Linked DNA regions of Gossypium hirsutum: region 1 is linked to region 2. The links are chromatin contacts, called in public Hi-C maps. All regions are on one chromosome and are shown on one strand. The core of a region is the stretch at or near the end of the contact, and the rest is flanking DNA. Distances in the headings are between cores, read along the strand shown.

Region 1 (2,730 bases), core at 163-2,662, 130 kb before region 2:
AATTAGAAAAATGAATAAAAACTCTTATAAAAAATAAGATTTCTTTAAAATAATCGAAAATTTTCCATATCTTTATTACAAACAAGTAATGAGAATAGCAAAAAAAAAAAAATACCAATTGCAATTAATTTATAACTAGTCAATGTGGAAAAAATAATACTCCAACCAAAGTAAGTTAATTGATAGGTAAAATTTTCTTAGCATTCTTTTTTTTATATACAGAACTCTAACCATAACTTCAAATTAAGCTTCATATGACCATACAAACACGCCTAAGTAATTTTCAACTTTGCATTTTTAAAAGTTGTAGTTCAAATTTGTGAGGTGTTCAATCTGTTAATCGGCCCGGACTACCATTAATTGAATTAATCGACCCTTTTAAACCTTTAACCGTTAATGGAATCGAATTTTTTTTTAAAAAAAATTTAACTGAATCGAATTTTTTCGATTAATTTGGTCGGTTAACCGAATTAACCGAAATTTATATATTTTTAGTTAAAACAAGTATAAAACATATAAAAAAATTAACCGGTTTAACCGACCGATTAATTTATATTTCCAAAAAATTAACCAAACCGAACAGACCGAATACTTATATATTATAATATTATTTATTAAATTCAGTTAATTCGGTTAACCGATTTCGAACCAAATTAACAATTAAACGAACTTCTAAAAAATTATTAACCAACTTCCGATCGAATTAATTTAATTAACCGACCGATTAACCAAATTCGATCGATTAACCGAATTAATTTGGTTTTATCCGAAATTTGAAATTTGCTTACCTTACAAATCTGTCAAAGGAAAAGACTGGTTTTAGGTTTTTGAGAATTTAGCTTTGAGGCTTGACGATCTCTTCTATTATTTTTATCATATTAAAAAAAAAAACGTTTTTACATGTTTTCAACGCTGGACCGCATGCAGAAGGCTATCCAAACTTATCCAACTATGAACAAAAGAATATATTTAATCCACCAAATATGAACAAAATAATATTATAGACAAATTCTAGGTGGTTAACCTTTTTAATGAATTTAATTTTTAGCACAATTTCAGGTTAAATTTTTTATATTTTTCTAAAATTTTAAATTTTTTTATATCTTTCTAAAATTTTAAATTTTAAATTTTAAATTTAATCTTTTATTTTTATTTTTTAATAAATTTAATCTTCTTATATTTTAAATTTTAAAATTTAAGTTGAACAATTAATACCGTTTAAATTTATTGTTAAATTCAAATTATTTACTAACTATATAACGACCAAATAAATATGTTTTTTATTTTAAAATATCAAACACAAATTTAACCAAACAATACATACTAACAGTTAAAACTTAACAAAACAATTAATGCTAACAGTTAAACCTAAAAGTATAAATTTTTGAAAATGGCATTTTTTAAGCTGCTTATTATTTTTGTCTGAGTATCGTCGCGTGGAGCCCGGTCATTGACGGGTCCTAGCTGTTACCGTATCGATTATGTTGAAGGGAGAGGGAGATGAAGAAGAAGCAGCCACCTTACCCTCGCAATCTTCTACGCTTCCCTCCCCTTCCAAATTTCCAATTCCATGCCATCATCTCTCTTCTTCTTTTTCTTTTCTTCTTAAACATAACTTTCGTTTCAGTCAATTCAAAAACTAACTAATTTTGGTTTTGAAATTCAATTTTAGCTTCCATCTTGTCATGGATTTTGGTAATTTCTTGTTTCTTCTCCTTAAATCACTCTTCATTTGCTTTAATTCATCGTTTTTTTTTTGTTTTTGTTTTTTATTTGCTCATAAGAATGTTGTGCACAGTATATTGCATGCCAGCGGCATCAATGTTTTCTCAAACATTTGCTGCTGATCATTTCTTTATCAGGTAATTCTTTGAACTTGTTTCTCTTTTTTTTTCATTTTTTTTGCTTTATTAGGTAATTCCGTGATGATTGAATCTTTTTTTAATTCCTATTTTATATATCTAGTTATCTAATTTGCTAAGTGGGGTTTACTATAAAACTTGACAGTTGGGTATCTCGTAATCAGTGTGGGCTACTAGAATTTTTAGTATAATGTAGTGACGGAAGAAGGATTTTTAGTAGGAAAAAAAATCCATGGAATATCCGTTTATTCTTTAATCAGGTATGATCATCATCACCATCATGATCACAAGGACTTGAGGAGATGGAGGAGTAGGACCACTGCTGCTGCTTCTGCTTACCCTCTCTTTTCCAATCCTAAAGACTCTTCTTCTCGTCACAAATTTTACCAGGAGGTTTCTCTTGATCTATATACTATATATATGCATATATGTTGTTCATCCATTCTGGATATCTGCATCACCATGTTAATCAACTTGTTATTACTTTGATTATCTTCCAGTCCCATTTTTTCTAGTATTCTGTTAAACTTGAATGGACTGTGACAGGCTCTAAAGACTGCAAGGGACAAGTTCGCTCAGGAGATCTCCTTCCAGTCTGAAGATAAAGACGTTTCTCTTGCTAAGGTATGGATATAATGAGTAATGGTTATCAGCTTACTTCCTCGTCCTTTTTCTGTTTGACCTTCGCTAAATCATTTGTTATTTGAGGAGGTATTGGTCATTGCTTCGTTCATGCTTTTGAAACATAAGTTGGAAGTTTTATTTTTTGTTTTTTTGTATCTTTTTGTGTAGGCTTTGCTTTATGTTGCAGCTGAAGATGAGACATTCATGGTTTTTAACCGAGAGATGGATGCTTGTTCATTCCTCA
Region 2 (2,700 bases), core at 135-2,634:
CGTCATCATTGAAACCATAAAGTTCCCATAATTTGCACTACACTGAGAATCTGGTCGTTTGATTCTTTTTTAGCATATACCAGAATATGACGATGATGAAGAGTAGGGGAAGTATACTATTTTGATAGCTTAGAAGCATAAGAAATGGAGTATCCTTGTCAAAATCTTATGTACACGTTCATAATTTCAGTTTTGCTATCAAAGGCATTTTTGTCTGCTAAACTTCAATTGTACCTGGTTTTATGGCTTAGATTTCGAGTCAGCCTTGAACCTGATGAAGTTAAATGGACGCTGACCATCTCGTCGGGTGTTTAGAGATTGATGAACCATCGAGTTTCTCTTTGTAAAACAGATTTATGCAAAGCTTGGAGGCATTTGTTGCGCGTAGCCTTTTGGTGATATTATTGTGAGGAGCAAGAACGTTATATAGGTATTGTTAGTAATTTTGTGATCTGCGTTGCAATCCCTCAATGTAGGAAGAAGATCGTATTGTTAGTAATTTCTCTTGAAGGGAAGAGATCTTTAGTTGCTTTCTCATCCCAGTAACATATCAACATTCTTGGAATTTTAGTTCAGTGTACATGTACTTGATGCCCCGCCCAAGAATGAGACCCAAGCCCCACTAGCCCTGCTAAATGGTGATTCAACATAGATTCTACATCTCGGAACCAAGTCAATTTTGTCAATTAAGAGATGAAGGGAAGGGATCTTTAGTTGCTTTCTCATCCTAGTAACAGTTGAATGAATTTTAACTTAATTGGCATCATGAGATCGGTATAACATAAATGCAAACAAAGATTTTGTTACAGTTTCTTTCTTACATTTTGCTAAGTTGGTTCAGTGATTATCATTTTGTGAATTTATAAGTATCAAATCCGATCTTTTATGAGATTAGAAGTATGCTCTAACTTTGAACACTTGCTTGTATATAGTCTCCTCTCAACAATGCTTTTATACACCAGCAGTATTTTTGCCCTAGCTATTTGCATTATTCAAAGTGCTGAATGGAATAGTTATGGAGAATCGATCAGGTTAAGTTATGAATGAAAAATAGATCTTAAGATCCTATATGTGTCAAGTGTAATAAATAACGATAAAGTATTATGGAGATTTTTATATTAAGAGTACGATTATATTTTGTCTCTTCCACTTAAAAAATAAGCAAAGTGGTCATTGTAAAGTAGTTATCTTTTTAAAATTTTTATCAATTTTTGTAGTTAAACGTGACATGTCATGTGTAACTGTTTAGATTAATTTTTTTATAGGAAAGATTATTTTACTTTTTTATTAACTAATTTACTTATTTTTAAATTTTAAAAACTAAAATACAATGTGACTTTTTTAGTATACTTATCGCAAATGGCTGAATCTCTCATACAAACAAAAAGACATTAGGATTTGGATGTGAAAGTCAAAATCTAAAATTTGCTTTTAAGAGTGTAGGGTACAAACATTGAAAGGCTTTCCCTAATGCTTCAGCCCAATTATTCTTCTCTATTCGATTATAAGCCCAATTAGGGTAACAACAACCACTTTACTTTTTTCTCTTTTTCCTTAAAAAGAACACAAGTTTCCTGTCTCACAGACTTAGGGTTCACTGGCCAAAAAGAAAAGAGCTTAGGGTTTTAGGAGCTGAAAACTGAGGGAGAGACAGCGATGATGGCTACATCAAGACTGTTTGGCAGGTGCGGCGGATTGTTAGAAGCGGCGAAGGCTTTCTCTGCTTCCTTCGCTTCTTCGTCTTCTTCTTCTTCCAGTGGAAATGGAAGGGGGCTTATGCGGGTGATACCTGTCTCTCCACAGCTGGCCAAGTTCCTTGGAGCCTCCGAAGCTTCTCGCACCGACGCCATTAAAAAGATTTGGGACTACATCAAGCTCCACAATCTCCAGGTCCAAAACCCTTTCCTTTTTTGTCTTCCAATGTTACTGTTACTTTAGCCTGCTCTCTAGTTATTGGTGGAACAATTAGAGAGAATATATTAATCATGTTTGTTTTCATGGTAGTTTCAATCCATATTCTCATTCAAGTTATCCTAATCCCCCCAAAAGTAAAGGATGGCTCTTTTTTCTGTATTTGTAAACAAGAATAAAGATTTCTGCAAGTCACGCCTGTTAGTCAAACAGAAAATATGCTTGATACCATTTGTTTGTGAAGAAGGAAAACAAAGTTATAAAAGGAGCAGCATTTTGCATTTTGTTCTACAACTTTTCAGTAAAAATATAAATCCAAAAGCTCCTTTGATGTTTAAGTCTATCAGAATTCACATTTTTTTTTATGTTTGTTGTTCAACTCTTTGAAGTTTTCTTCTTTAATCCCACCTAGGCTAAGTGTTAATTTATGCTTTATTTTAGTACCATTAGTATTTATGTTTTTAAGATTGTTGTTATGCAAGGAAGCTTGTATAATCCTAGCAATATTGTCTGTCTTTTATTTGCTTGACCCTGTAATTTGCTTGCTGTGATGTTGTTCAGAACCCTGCAAACAAGAAGGAGATTATTTGTGATGAGAAGTTGAAGACGATATTCGCCGGGAAGGAGTCTGTCGGAATGTTAGAGATTAGCAAATATCTCTCCCCACATTTTCTGAAATCCAAATAAACTTTGCCTTTGCCTTTGCCTTTGCCTTAGCGTTAGCCTTTTGTTGGAACTTTAAGACTTAAGTTGCATTGTGATGAATCTGAAAAAATGCTTTTGTCATTA

The links. A called contact is a pair of places that touch in the nucleus more often than the background predicts.
Region 1: a Hi-C map of leaf shows a contact between it and region 2, with 2.2 times the contacts expected there. The contact joins the promoter of LOC107929441 here to the promoter of LOC107929407 in region 2. A contact is called at or near these places in 6 of 34 Hi-C or Micro-C datasets (callus, hypocotyl, leaf and 1 more).

The regions. Positions count from the first base shown.
Region 1 is chrA08:110,460,314-110,463,043 of Gossypium_hirsutum_v2.1, reverse strand. It overlaps LOC107929441, which reads left to right and starts at 1,412. Exons shown (of 9, transcript XM_016860860.2): 1 at 1,412-1,862; 2 at 2,123-2,255; 3 at 2,409-2,486; 4 at 2,655-2,730. The coding sequence starts at 1,786.
Region 2 is chrA08:110,327,451-110,330,150 of Gossypium_hirsutum_v2.1, reverse strand. LOC107929407 (upstream activation factor subunit UAF30) reads left to right here and starts at 1,384. Exons shown (of 2, transcript XM_016860820.2): 1 at 1,384-1,890; 2 at 2,473-2,700. The coding sequence starts at 1,657. The coding sequence ends at 2,598. It overlaps LOC107929455, which reads left to right. Exons shown (of 7, transcript XM_016860882.2): 7 at 1-978. The coding sequence ends at 12.